Linked DNA regions of Mus musculus: regions 1, 2, 3 and 4 are each linked to region 5. A link is a contact called in public HiChIP or PLAC-seq data. All regions are on one chromosome and are shown on one strand. The core of a region is the stretch at or near the end of the contact, and the rest is flanking DNA. Distances in the headings are between cores, read along the strand shown. Region 1 holds the start of Zfp982 (zinc finger protein 982). Region 2 has its middle 28 kb from the start of Gm13212. Region 3 holds the start of Zfp978 (zinc finger protein 978). Region 4 holds the start of Zfp988 (zinc finger protein 988). Region 5 holds the start of Zfp993 (zinc finger protein 845).

The links. HiChIP or PLAC-seq counts read pairs in DNA pulled down with a chosen protein or histone mark.
Region 1: a contact with region 5 is called in an H3K4me3 HiChIP or PLAC-seq map of embryonic stem cells, with 11 times the contacts expected there. The contact joins the promoter of Zfp982 here to the promoter of Zfp993 in region 5. A contact is called at or near these places in 5 of 115 datasets of contacts at active chromatin or transcription factors (PVALB interneurons, bone marrow-derived dendritic cells, embryonic stem cells and 1 more) and 1 of 9 other capture datasets (embryonic stem cells).
Region 2: a contact with region 5 is called in an H3K4me3 HiChIP or PLAC-seq map of embryonic stem cells, with 6 times the contacts expected there. The contact joins the enhancer-like site here to the promoter of Zfp993 in region 5. A contact is called at or near these places in 22 of 115 datasets of contacts at active chromatin or transcription factors (the 230-238 cell line, CD4 single positive thymocytes, bone marrow-derived dendritic cells and 6 more).
Region 3: a contact with region 5 is called in an H3K4me3 HiChIP or PLAC-seq map of stem cell-derived neural progenitor cells, with 5 times the contacts expected there. The contact joins the promoter of Zfp978 here to the promoter of Zfp993 in region 5. A contact is called at or near these places in 2 of 115 datasets of contacts at active chromatin or transcription factors (embryonic stem cells and stem cell-derived neural progenitor cells).
Region 4: a contact with region 5 is called in an H3K4me3 HiChIP or PLAC-seq map of embryonic stem cells, with 11 times the contacts expected there. The contact joins the promoter of Zfp988 here to the promoter of Zfp993 in region 5. A contact is called at or near these places in 2 of 115 datasets of contacts at active chromatin or transcription factors (embryonic stem cells and stem cell-derived neural progenitor cells) and 1 of 9 other capture datasets (adipose tissue).

The regions. Positions count from the first base shown.
Region 1 is chr4:147,441,816-147,444,515 of GRCm38.p6, reverse strand. Zfp982 (zinc finger protein 982) reads right to left here and starts at 1,402. Exons shown (of 5, transcript NM_001371348.1): 1 at 977-1,402. It also overlaps the pseudogene Gm13161 and the pseudogene Vmn2r-ps19.
Region 2 is chr4:145,555,572-145,558,271 of GRCm38.p6, reverse strand. No RefSeq gene overlaps it. Among named protein-coding and RNA genes, the nearest start is that of Gm13212, 28 kb to the left of the region's middle. Within about 2 kb of position 1,416, at least 11 of the 459 cell types and tissues checked have an H3K27ac peak or open chromatin away from gene starts, as enhancers often do. A contact at or near this core is called in embryonic stem cells and expanded potential stem cells, where this site is marked.
Region 3 is chr4:147,123,402-147,126,229 of GRCm38.p6, reverse strand. Zfp978 (zinc finger protein 978) reads right to left here and starts at 1,348. Exons shown (of 5, transcript NM_001378742.1): 1 at 903-1,348. It also overlaps the pseudogene Vmn2r-ps18.
Region 4 is chr4:147,304,233-147,306,932 of GRCm38.p6, reverse strand. Zfp988 (zinc finger protein 988) reads right to left here and starts at 1,329. Exons shown (of 4, transcript NM_001384232.1): 1 at 1,158-1,329. All of the region lies in intron 1 of Zfp978 (zinc finger protein 978), which reads right to left.
Region 5 is chr4:146,511,422-146,514,121 of GRCm38.p6, reverse strand. Zfp993 (zinc finger protein 845) reads right to left here and starts at 1,273. Exons shown (of 7, transcript XM_030253976.1): 1 at 1,245-1,273. Zfp981 (zinc finger protein 981) reads right to left here. Exons shown (of 5, transcript NM_001243138.1): 2 at 1,245-1,337. It also overlaps the pseudogene Vmn2r-ps16.

The sequences.
Region 1 (2,700 bases), core at 153-2,652, 930 kb before region 5:
GGTGCTGGGTGAGTCACAAAAATCCCAAGAATCAGACCTCTGAAGGCAGGGAAACATAGATGCATATAGGCCAGATCCATTCTCAAAGGGTCTCCATAGGCCAGAGATGTCAAAGGTGTATGGATGCAATAGTAATCTATGCTCTGTGATGGTGTGCCAATCCTCTGAACACTTCACGCACTAATAAACATGTGATGGAGAAAAGACATTATCACCGCTGGGAATGGTGGCCCACGCCTTCAATCCCAGCACTTGGGAGGCAGAGGCAGGGGAATTTATGAGTCCAAGGCCAGCCTGGTCTACAAAGTGAATTCCAGGACAGCCAGGGCTATACAGAGAAACCCTGTCTCAAAAAAACAAAAAAAACCCAAAGAAACAAACAAACAAAAAAAAACCAAACAAACAAACAAAGAACAACAAAACAACAACAAAAAGACAGTATCCTCATTGCAGCTTCCACAATCACAGGTCACTTTCAAACACTGGAACCCATAGAAGAAGGACTGTTTTGTTGAGCAGAGATGAAAGTGAAGCAGAGGCCAGCTCCCTGTGGTGCCAACTGCTCTGTGTCAAGTCGCAGTTTTGCTAACATCACTGACATGAGGGTGGGCAGAGCAGACTGCTCTTCTGAGGCCTCCTTTGCTGCACTGCCATCTAAACCATACAGAGGCGGTTCTACTCGAAGCGGTAAGGGATTGGATAAGGAATGTTGCCGTGAGGATCATGCATCTGGTGGAACACTTCTGCCAGGGCTGGTTCCTGGCCCGCTTCCCCCAGCAAACTCAAAGGAATCACTAAGTTTATGTCCCCCTAGAAGTGCCTTTCCCTTGCTAGTGTCATATGGCTCAGCTTTCCTTTTCCGATTTCGCAGGTCATTCTGCTTTTTCTCAGGAGTCTCTACTTCTTTATCACTCAAGGACCCCACGCTGCACAAACTCTGGTTGGAAGACACACTGTTGAGTGGTCCCTTACTTACACCAACTCCAGTGAACCTGGCCTCTAGTAATTCCTGCCTTCGTGGGTCCAGGCTATGCAGTTCTTCCATCTTTTCTGCCGCCGCTGCCGCTTCACTCTCCTCTCGGGAGGGGCCCCGACCCGACCCGGCTGCTGACCGCTCCGCTCTCCCCCTGTGCAGGCCCGGGGCGGAGCCGGGGCCTCTCCTGAGCGCCGCAAACCCGGCCCTGGCAGTCGCCGCCCCGCCGGGCTCCACAACAAGGCGGGCTGGGGAGAGGGGTCACGGAGGCCACAGATTCCCCGAGCTCGCGTATGTAGCCAGGAGGCTGATGCGTGCTCGGGCACCGGCGGCTGCCAGGGGGCGCGGGGCCGGCCTCCTGGAGCCGGACAAAGGCCAAGGGAGGCGCAGAAGGGTCTGGGTCGGGCCGAGAAGTGGGGGCCCGCTCGACTGGGGGCCACTCGGGTGCGGCGCGGAGGGCGGGGTGCGGGGTCGAAACCGTTAGTGCCCAGGACCCGCCTCCGGCCCCTTAATCCAGATCCACTCCTCAAGTGAGCTTTCTAGTAAGCTACCTGAGTTGGCTAAGTGGGTCCCCTTAGTAAGCTACTCCTTAATATTTCTGTTTCTCGGGGGGAGGGTATGGGGGACTTTTGAGATAGCATTGGAAATGAAAATGGGGAAAATATCTAATAAAAAATATTAAAAAATATTTCTGTTTCTCTAAGTCTGTCAGATGACCCCGGGGCAATAAGCTGAATACCAGTGCTCCAACATGTTGAAGTAAGGGACTGTCCAAGTGATCCGTGATCTCTGTAAATTGGCTAAGTTTTGGAAGCTGTGTTAGGCTTTCTTTATATTTTCAGTTAATATCAGTCATTCTTGGATTTCTGATGGGGTTGAAAAACTGCGTAGTCTCCTAGCCAACCCAGGTTTTTTTCTTTGAGAGGAACAGTTCTGAGAGGATGGTTTTAAGATGGCATTCAATATAAAGCCAAGATATATGCAGATGTAGAATTATAAGTCTTTTAAGTAAAGATACATGACAGAGGTTCTGTTTAATTAACAAAGATGATGGACTGGGTGTTAGGTCTCTAGTACTTTATAAATTACAAAATAATAATAGTTATGTTCAATTATATCTGAGATAAAATAGTCTTTTAATTGGACAGAAAGGAGGAAATGTTATGAATAGCCCCAGAGCTAATTATATTTGATGTTAATTCCATTCTCCTGTGATTTGTGAACAAGGAATGAGTCTGACTCAGGTGATTTCTTGTAAACCAGCTCCCCACCTAAATTTGTAAAATAAAGGAGAGCTGATAACTGGGCAGATAAAGGGAAGGTGGATCAGAAGGTGGCAGGAGACTGTCCCTTGATACTAGCTGGGGGCAGATGAGTTGGCTTCAAGGGAGTCATGAGAGCAGCAGAGCTGATTGTGATCCTCACCTTCCTAGCAGCTGAGACAGCAGGCCCTGCATCTCACAGCACAGTAGAGCTGTCCCTGCATATGGGGCTTGCAAGTGACGTAATCTCAATGGCATGAGCACAGCAGAGCTGGGTCTTCCTCGTGGGTGCACTGTTGTACCTCTGTTGAGAATTCTGTTTAGCTCTGTATCACATTTTTAAAATTGATTATTTGGTTTGTTGGTGGCTGACTTCTCGGGTACTTTATATATTTTGGATAGTAGCCCACTGTCATATGTAGGGTTGGTGAAGGTCTTTTCCCATTCTGTTATCTGTTGTTTTGT
Region 2 (2,700 bases), core at 167-2,666, 960 kb after region 5:
TGGCTAAAATCTTGTCTACCTGCCAGATATGCTAGGGGAATGATGGCACAAACCATGTAAGAAAAGCTAACCAATGTCTCTTTTGACGTAAATCCTACTCTGTAAGCTGAAACTCATAACCAATTCTGCATGAGTAGCTAGGAACCACACAGTAGATAAAATAAACACCCAGGGGAAAAACAAACACTACCACTCAAGGAAAAATATCAACGATGTGATCCCCAATGATATTCTGTTATACTCAAGACCAGTGTCTTATTCTGTCACCATCCAAGAAGCTTCCTCCTGCATCAGACAGGAAGAGATGCAGAAACCTACCCACAGATGTTAAGTAAAGACAAGAGTCCTTGTCACAGACCTTTAAATCAAACCTACCCCAAAATAGGTCAGGCAACTGCATGTGAGAAAGAATGAAATAGCCAGATGTGTTAGAGGACCCAAGGAGAAAAGGCTATCTGAATCAAATGAACCAGGTTCATGTGAATTTACAGAGAAAAAAGCAATAAACACAGGGCCTGTATAGGTTTGTGCCTGGTCCTCTGGCATATATTATAACCTCTAAGCACCACCAGCCCAAGAAACAGGTAACTTCTTGGAATGCTGCAGGTTGCAAGTCTTAGGAAAATGATAAATCCTCATAGCCTATACAACCCCCTGTAGCATGTGACCCAAGTCCATCTCTTAGTCAGGATGTAATATCTAATAAAGCTTACCCACATGGTGGAATTCATTTTTCTCTGGCGATTCTCTGGTTTAACAGAACCAACAATATATCTTCTCTTCAGCCATACTTTGCAGCAATCTTGTCTTTGTTTTTCATTCAAACCTAAGGTGTAACATTAATACTTAATCCTATGAAGACACATTTTGAATGCTGTATTTACATCAAAACCTGCATATACCTCAGTGTAAAATTAATGGAGATTGTAACTTTACTCAGTAAATGTTAATATTTACAGCCATTTGATGGTGCTTTATAACCTACATTTTCTAATTCGGTGAAATCTGCAATGGTCCCTCATATAACTAATATCTACAAAGCTCTTTTGGAATGTCTATTCAGTCCCCTGTTAAAAGGGAAATGAAGTAGCAAACAGAGAAACAGGGGAGTTAAGAAACATGGGAGAATTTGAGTTCAAGGAGCTTTATTGAGGCTTTATCAAAGAGAACTCCTGTGTACAAACTACAGAGGCTGCCAAGGATCGAAGAGGTTATTTAGAAAAATATTCTGGCAAGTATACAATTAATTCAAGCATCACCAAAACCCCCAGGTTCATAGAATCTCAAACTTCCTAAAAATGGTAAGATACCCACAACAGAATTGTGAGTGTGGCAGGAGAAACTGCACCCCTGCTCCACACCCCTGCTCTGCTCCTGCCCATTTCCCATCCCAACAGCTCCACTGACCTTGAAGGTGAAAGCTGCTGAATGTTCTGGGAGTAAGGCACAGCAGCTGCAGCTTAAGGAGGTACCTCAAATACTCTCCCAATACAACTTCCTGAACACTAGGCATCTGAGATACATTGTCTTTTAAATATGAAGGACAAGCCCCCTTTTAAAACCTGTGGAACAGATATTTTACAATTTTCAGAACCCCAACTTTCAGAATTACAAGTCTTACTTCAGATTAGAAATTATCTTTTCTCTACTGGACATGTGCAAGGTCATTCTGTGCTTCCTGATCAGATATATGAAGGTAAGGATTAGTTTAATTTCTTTTTTTTGGGGGGGGGGGTTTCAAGACAGGGTTTCTCTGTATAGCCCTGGCTGTCCTGGAACTCACTCTGTAGACGAGGCTGGCCTCAAACTCAGAAATCCACCTGCCTCTGCCTCCCTAGTGCTGGGATTAAAGGCGTGCGCCACCATGCCTGGCTTAGTTTAATTTCTTAACAAAAGCTTGTTGCTTTTCCTATGAAGATAACATAGCAAGATCTTACATTACAAATCACCACTGCACTCAGAAAACTGCTCCTGCATTCCTGCAAATCTGTTAGCTCAGCTTGGGTATTTAACCCCTGATGAGCCTATATCCCTGGGATTTAAAACAGACAAATGTTACACATGTCCTGTCTTTGGGAAAGTTTGCTTTTATTCCTGTATGTATATATGCTGAATTCTCATTGTTATTTATACCTTTGCCTAACCTGGGGAAACCTTCAAAGATATGATACAGTATTTGTTTTATTAGTTTATAATGCCAAGGCCTCAAAATCAGAAAATACTTAAAAGGCATATTAAACTTAAAAGGCGTATTAAAATTGGTGTTTGACTCTTAGTTTCTCATATTCCACTGACATCTCCTATAATTCACAGGGACAGGCTATTGTAGAATGAGCTCATCAAACCTTAAAAGATATAGACATCTAAATTACAAAGTAGGGCTGGTGAGATGGCTCAGTGGGTAAGAGCACCCGACTGCTCTTCCGAAGGTCTGGAGTTCAAATCCCAGCAACCACATAGTGGCTCACAACCATCTGTAACAAGATCTGATGCCCTCTTCTGGAGTGTCTGAAGACAGCTACAGTGTACTTACATATAATAAATAAATAAATCTTTTTAAAAAAGTAAAATTATAATTATTGATCTCCTTATAATACTTTATATAACAATAAATAAGTCAATTTTTTAAACTTTTCTAGCCCCTAATAAAATAAAGACCTATTAACAGGATAATAAAAATGACTGATGTTTTTCTGGGAG
Region 3 (2,828 bases), core at 99-2,598, 610 kb before region 5:
GATCCATTCTCAAAGGGTCTCCATAGGCCAGAGATGTCAAAGGTGTATGGATGCAATAGTAATCTAAGCTCTGTGATGGTGTGCCAATCCTCTGAACACTTCACGCACTAATAAACATGTGATGGAGAAAAGACATTATCACCGCTGGGAATGGTGGCCCATGACTTCAATCCCAGCACTTGGGAGGCAGAGGCAGGGGAATTTCTGAGTCCGAGGCCAGCCTGGTCTACAAAGTGAGTTCCAGGACAGCCAGGGCTATACAGAGAAACCCTGACTCAAAAAAACAACAACAACAACAACAAAAAAAAAAAAACCAAAGAAACAAACAAATAAAAAAAAGAACAACAAAACAACAAAAAGAAAGTATCATCATTGCAGCTTCCACAATCACAGGTCACTTTCAAACACTGGAACCCATAGAAGAAGGACTGTTTTGTTGAGCAGAGATGAAAGTGAAGCAGAGGCCAGCTCCCTGTGGTGCCAACTGCTCTGTGTCAAGTCGCAGTTTTGCTAACATCACTGACATGAGGGTGGGCAGAGCAGACTGCTCTTCTGAGGCCTCCTTTGCTGCACTGCCATCTAAACCATACAGAGGCGGTTCTACTTGAAGCAGTAAGGGATTGGATAAGGAATGTTGATATGAGGATCATGCATCTGGTGGAACACTTCTGCCAGGGCTGGTTCCTGGCCAGCTTCCCCCAGCAAACTCAAAGGAATCACTAAGTTTATGTCCCCCTAGAAGTGCCTTTCCCTTGGCTAGTGTCATATGGCTCAGCTTTCCTTTTCCGATTTCGCTGGTCATTCTGCTTTTTCTCAGGAGTCTCTACTTCTTTATCACTCAAGGACCCCACGCTGCACAAACTCTGGTTAGAAGACACACTGTTGAGTGGTCCCTTACTTACACCAACTCCAGTGAACCTGGCCTCTAGTAATTCCTGCCTTCGTGGGTCCAGGCTATGCAGTTCTTCCATCATTTCTGCCACCGCTGCCGCTCCACTCTCCTCTCGGGCGGGGCCCCGACCCGACCCGGCTGCTGACCGCTCCGCTCTCCCCTTGGGCAGGCCCGGGGCGGAGCCAGGGCCTCTCCTGAGCGCAGCAACCCCTTTCCCCCGCCCCTCCCCCCCTTGCAGCCGCCGCCCCGCCGGGCTCCACAACAGGGCGGGCTGGGGAGGGGGACTACGGAGGCCACAGATCCCCGAGCTCGCGTATGGAGCCAGGAGGCTGACGCGGGCCCGAGCACCGGAGGCCGCCGGGGGGCCGCGGGGCCGGCCTCCTGGAGCCGGACAATGGCCAAGGGAGGCGCAGAAGGGTCTGGGTCGGGCCGAGAAGTGGGGGCCCGCTCGGCTGGGGGCCACTCGGGTGCGGCACGGAGGGCGGGGTCGGAACCGCTAGTGCCCAGGACCCGCCTCCGGCCCCTTAATCAGGATCGGTTCCTCAAGTGAGCTTTCTAGTAAGCTACCTGAGTTGGCTAAGTGGGTCCCCTTAGTAAGCTACTCCTTAATATTTCTGTTTCTCAGGGGGAGGGTATAGGGGGCTTTTGAGATAGCATTGGAAATGTAAATGGGGAAAATATCTAATAAAAATATTAAAAAAATATTTCTGTTTCTCTAAGTCTGTCAGATGACTCTGGGCAATAAGCTGAATACCAATGCTCCAACATGTTGAAGTAAGGGACTGTCCAAGTGATCCGTGATCTCTGTAAATTGACTAAGTTTTGGAAGCTGTGTTAGGCTTTCTTTATATTTTCAGTTAATATCAGTCATTCTTGGATTTCTGATGGGGTTGAAAAACTGCAGTCTACTAGCCAACCCAGGTTTTTTACTTTGAGAGGAACAGTTCTGAGAGGATGGTTTTAAGATGGCATTCAATATAAAGCCAAGATATATCCAGATGTAGAATTATAAGTCTTTTAAGTAAAGATCCATGACAGAGGTTCTGTTTAATTAACAAAGATGGTGGACTGGGTGTTAGGTCTCTAGTACTTTATAAATTACAAAATAATAATAGTTATGTTCAATTATATCTGAGATAAAATAGTCTTTTAATTGGACAGAAAGGAGGAAATGTTATGAATAGCCCCAGAGCTAATTATATTTGATGTTAATTCCATTCTCCTGTGAGTGGTTGTGAACAAGGAATGAGTCTGCACTCAGGTGATTTCTTGTAAACCAGCTCCCCACCTAAATTTGTAAAATACAGGAGAGCTGATAACTGAGCAGATAAAGGGAAGGTGGATCAGAAGGTGGCAGGAGACTGTCCCTTGATACTAGCTGGGGGCAAATGAGTTGGCTTCAAGGGAGTCATGAGAGCAGCAGAGCTGATTGTGATCCTCACCTTTCTAGCAGCTGAGACAGCAGGCCCTGCATCTCACAGCACAGTAGAGCTGTCCCTGCATATGGGGCTTGCAAGTGAGGTAATCCCAATGGCATGAGCACAGCAGAGCTGGGTCTTCCTCATGGGTGCACTGTTGTACCTCTGTTGAGAATTCTGTTTAGCTCTGTATCACATTTTAAAAATTGGGTTATTTGGTTTGTTGGTGGCCGACTTCTTGAGTACTTTATATATTTTGGATAGTAACCCACTGTCATATGTAGGGTTGGTGAAGGTCTTTCCCATTCTGTTATCTGTTGTTTTGTCTTATTTACAATATATTTGCCTTACAGAAGCCTTTCAGCTTGAAAGGTTCCCACTTATTAATAGTTTGTCTTACAGCCTTGAGCCATTGGTGTTCTGTTCAGAAAGTTGTCTCCTATACCCATGAGTTTAAGACTATTCCCCACATTCTTTTCCCTTAGACTTAGTGTATTCAGCTTTATATTAAGGTCTTT
Region 4 (2,700 bases), core at 80-2,579, 790 kb before region 5:
TGAATGGAAGTCCAAGGATCTAGCAGTTACTCAGTCTCACGCAGCAAGCAGGTGAAGGAGCAAGAGCTAGACTCCCTTCTTCCAATGTCCTTATATTGTCTCCAGCAGAAGGTGTAGCCCAGATTAAAGGTGTGTTCCACCACACCTTTAATCCCAGATGAAAGGCGTAGCCCAGATTAAAGGTGTGTTCCTTAAACTCGGAGATTCAATCTTCTGGAATCCATAGCCACTATGGCTCAAGATCTTCAAAACAAGATCCAGATAAGGATCTCCAAGCCTCCAGATAAGGGTCACTGGTGAGCCTTCCAATTCTGGATTGTAGTTCATTCCAAATATAGTCAAGTTGACAACCAGGAATAGCCACTACAGTGTGACATTAATATCAAAGCATATATAGACACATTTCTCAATGATATATTTACATCAAAGTATGCATATACCTCTGTGTTCAGCTAACGGAGACTATAACTTTGCTTATTAATGTTAATATTTACAGCCATATGATGGTGCTTTATGAGGAATATTTTCTAATTCGATCAAATCTGCACTGGTCCCCATATGACAAAAACCTACAAAGTTCTCTGGAGATGCCTATTCAGTTCCCTGGAGAAAGGGAAATGAAATGGCAAATGGAGGAACAGGGGAGTTAAGAAAGCATGAATGAGGGCTGGTGAGATCCTCAGTGGGTAAGAGCACCCGACTGCTCAGCAGAAGGTCTGAAGTTCAAATCCCAGCAACCACATGGTGGCTCACAACCACCCGTAAGAGATCTGATGCCCTCTTCTGGTGTGTCTGAAGACAGCTACAGTGTACTTACATATAATAAATAAATCTGATCTCAAAAAAAAAAAAAAAAAAAAGAAAGCATGAATGAATTTGAATTCGAGGAGCTTTATTAAGGCCTTTGCAAAGACAACCCTCCTGGTATACAAAGTCCAGAGAGGGCCAAGGATCTACAGGGTTGTTTTAGAAAAATATTCTGGCAACCATAAAAATCAATTAAAACATCACCATAAACTCAATTCACAGGAACTCAAACTTCCTGATAATGGTAAGATATCCACAACAGAATTGTAAGAGTGGCAACAGAAAATGTACCCCTGCTCCATACGCCTGCCCCACTCCTACCCGTTTCCCAGCCCAACAGCTCCTCTGACCTGGAAGGTGACAGGACCAGCTGCTGAATGTCCTAGGAGGCCAGCACAGCAAGTGTAGCTTAAAGAAGTTTTCAGGTTCTGCAAACACTAGGCACTAGTTTCCCTCCATGACTTCCTGGCCACGAGGCAGCCGAGATACATCGAGAATGCTGGAATGGTGGAACTTCCTGTCACTTTCTCCTGGTTCCTCAGAGCCACTCCTTCTGGACCCGCCCAATACTCAGTAGCTTCCTGCCATTCTCCTAAGCACACCTCCTTCAGGACTTTTTAATTAATTAGCTTCCCAGTTCTTCAGGGCAATATTGTTGGTTTGGATTTTTGCTTGCTTGCTTGCTTACTTACTTACTTAATTCATTGATTGATTTTTTTGATTGATTGATTCTTTGTTTTTATTTTGTCTTTTTCTTAATCTTATCTAATCATGCAGGAGGCCCACCCTCCCCATCAGGAACCACTCCTCCAACTCTGTTTTGGAAACACAACTTCCCAGGACCTACTCTGCTCAGCTTCCCACAAGGTTGCTGCCAGACTAGACCAGAACTGAATGTAGTAGGACACTGCACCTGGGTTCTGAACCCTTCAGATACAACGGATCCTGCCTAACTTCTCACATTGTGGGCTAAAAATGCACACAATTAAGCAATCCCTCTGAATTCTGGTGCTCAATACCCAAAACAAAGTAAAACTAAGATAAAATGTCTTTGGCTCAAACTATCAACTATGTATGTATCTTATAAAGAGAGCAATTTACATGATATCCTAGGTAAAGAATAGAAAATCCAGAGTCATGATAAAAGAGATCAAAGTATGTAAGCCACATATGTCAATTGATAGAGGACAGGAACAAAATTATTCGTGGGCAAGAGAATAATAGCAAAAGCCTGAAGGAAAGGAGGACAACATAGGATATAAAAATTTTGTTCAATATGTGCTTAGAAATAAACAAGGAAAAGAGCCTGAAAAGAAAATGCAGTAAGGCGAATAATAATAACTCATAGAGAACGTGTGAGACACAGATTATTAGACTTGGACAAAAGGTAGAGGAGCTGGATACCTTAGTCAAAGAAAATGATGAATTAAAGTGATGTTAGGTTTAGGCACAATATTATTTACTGCTTGGAGGGTGAGGCAATTAAGAAAAATTCCTTTGAAAAAGTGTCTAGATTTTTGGCAAAAGAAAGAAAGAATAAAGAAAGGAAAGAAGGAAGGAAGGAAGGTAGGAAGGAAGGAAGGAAGGAAGGAAGGAAGGAAGGAAGGAAGGAAGGAAGGAAGGGAAAATATAGAAAGAGTCCTACAATACATACTGCACTGTTTAGCCATTTGTTCATAGAAGATTCCCTGATTGTGCTCTATAATACTCTAAGTACACCCATGCATATCTTCATATGCTGGGGAAAGGAGACTCCAGAATTACCCAAGTTGCCTTAGAGAATATGGCTGGAAGTGAACTCTTTTCACAAAAGTAATGAGTTCTAGGATTCTCTTGTGACCTCTGAGGTTCAAAACCTGTAGTAATGACTGTGAGAGGTTAAAATGGATTCTA
Region 5 (2,700 bases), core at 24-2,523:
GGGGAGCTTGCCAGGCTTGGTGGCACACGCCTTTAATCCCAGCACTTGGGAGGCAGAGGCAGATGGATTTCTGAGTTCGAGGCCAGCCTGGTCTACAGAGTGAGTTCCAGGACAGCCAGGGATACACTGAGAAACCCTGTCCCGAAAAACCAAAAAAAAAAAAAAAAAAAAAAAAAAAAAAGAAAGAAAAAAAGAAAGAAAGGGGGGGGGAGCTTATTCAGCAGCAAATTTCAGAGGCTGAAAACACACTAGGCCTAGATAATACTGTATGGAGACTAGAAGCTTACATGACTAGGCCTAGGTTAATAGATGTAGGCAGGAATCCTCCCAAATTACAGTGACAGTAGGAGAATGAAACTTACTTATACAGCCCTGTGGTAAAAAGTAGACACTGCTCAGTATGAAAGCTCTCAAGAATAGAAGAGAAGAAACATACCTCAGAAATAAGGCAAACAGACTCAAAACTAAAGCAACCAGTACAGAGAAGGTCAACAATAATTATTCCACTCTAATGGGGATTAATGCAACACAGAATATCAATAAGAACACAGGTCAAGGACAGGAAAACATTTAGAGTGGATAGAATAGGTGATTCAGAAAGCAAGTAGATCTTCTGGAGAAAACCACCTCATATCAGACACTGTCAACAGACATCTTAGACATCCTGGTGGTAACTTCCATAGTAACAAAAACTGCTAGGCAAATTGGGGCAGGAAGCAGAGTTATCAATGTATATACTCAGGTTTGCAACCTACTTGCTGCAATGTGAATCTGTCAGACAAGGCATGGAAATTTTTATGATACTGGCAAGACTGACTATCTGTGGGTAACAGGTTTTCTGTTTCAAGCTCCACAGGAAAAAAAAATCCATAGATTACAGTGAAAATCTGCCTAAAAATCCGGTAAGGAAGGTCACAGGCCCTAGGAGGGAATCTACTGATGATATTTGCTTTATGTATAAATTGCCCTTGTCAAACCCATAGACTGATGCTGCTTTCAATCTGGGTAAAAGAAACTTTGATTTCAATGGGCAGCAGCAATTTCCTAGGATCAAAATTAATTAAATATTGACATCAAGTGACAGCTGACAGCACTGCCTTCCATGGTAAATCCATATCATCACATCTAATATTATTCTTTTCCAGAATCATTAAGGAAATAGAATCTGGCAAAATCAAATTCATGTCCTCTTTGTACTGGCAGGTGAGCCCCACTCTACCCCTTGTTCAATACCTCTAACATACCTGGATCCTTTGTGAGAGTCTCCTTGACCTTAACTATCCAGTGCTCTTAGTGTTGATTTACAGTTATGGAGATTTGACTGAGCATATGGAGACCTGAAAGTGAGAAAATATAGTTTAGAATGAACATGGAACTGTTCATGGAACAAAAATGAAAGACGTCAATGCCCGAGAAAAGGATCAATATGAAGGAAAGAGAAGATATCACGAGAATACCTATTTTTCTCCGAGTATTCCAGTTTACCCTAAAGATGTGAGAGTCAGCCACACAGTTAATACACATACAGAGTCTTTTTCCAAGCAACACAGAAGAGGAGGAGGGAAGACTGGAAGAAAATTATTCTGACCCAGAATCCAGACAGTAATCCAGTAAGTAAGTGATCAAGATTATTCAAAAGATGTTGTCTAATTTTGTCTTAATCCATAGTAAAAGCCTGTCGGTAGCACACCTTTAATCCCAGCACTTGGGAGGCAGAGGCAGGCAGATTTCTGAGTTCGAGGCCAGCCTGGCCTACAAAGTGAGTTCCAGGACAGCCAGGGCTACACAGAAAAACCCTGTCTCGAAAAAACCAAAAACCAAAAAAAAAAAAAAAAAAAGAAAAAAAGAAAAAAAAGAAAAAAAAAATCCATAGTAAATTTTCCACTTATTAAAATATCTACTCCTGAAATCATCACCTGCTGGGCTGAACCTTGGAAAAATTCAAAGAAATTCAGGAAGAATGGCTACCTGGGGTACCTGTTAACATATCAATTAAGTCATAGTTGGATAGGTGCTTTCTTGGCTGCTGGTTATCTCTTGGCCTGCCCCTCTATCCTCCAACACACCCTCAATTCCCCTCCCCCCACCTGATAGCCTGGTGCAGTTTGGAACCAGCCAGTATCTCTGAATGCTTTCTCCCTCAGACTGAAAAGCCAAATATTAACCTCACCACCAGCACAAGAACCAGGTATCTTATTGAAGTGCTGCAGGTTGCATGTCTTAGAAAACTAATAAAGCCTCATAGGAAACTACAGTTGCCTATAAAACTGCCTGTAGCATTGAAAGACCCCCGAGGTGGGTGGTCAATCAATCTGAGGAGACCCTCCCAAGGATCAGCGAGACCACGATTCGGATGTAATCAGCAAGAGGCTTTATTGGGAACACGGGTACCCGGGCGACTCAGTCTATCGGAGGACTGGCGCGCCGAGTGTGGGGTTTTTACCCTTTTTATAGGGCTGGGGCTGGGGAGCAAAAAGCGTGGGTACAGAAGCGAGAAGCGAGCTGAGTGGTTAGTTTAAATCAAGGCTTGGGGTATTTCCTGGTCATTTGGGGAACCTGAAACTGAGGTGGGACTTTTTCAGAAACTGTTGCTGGTTCCGCTTTATCTGGGTACCATCTGTTCTTGGCCCTGAGCCGGGGCCCAGGTGGGTACCATCGGTTCTTGGCCCTGAGCCGGGGCCCAGGCGCTTGACCACCGAT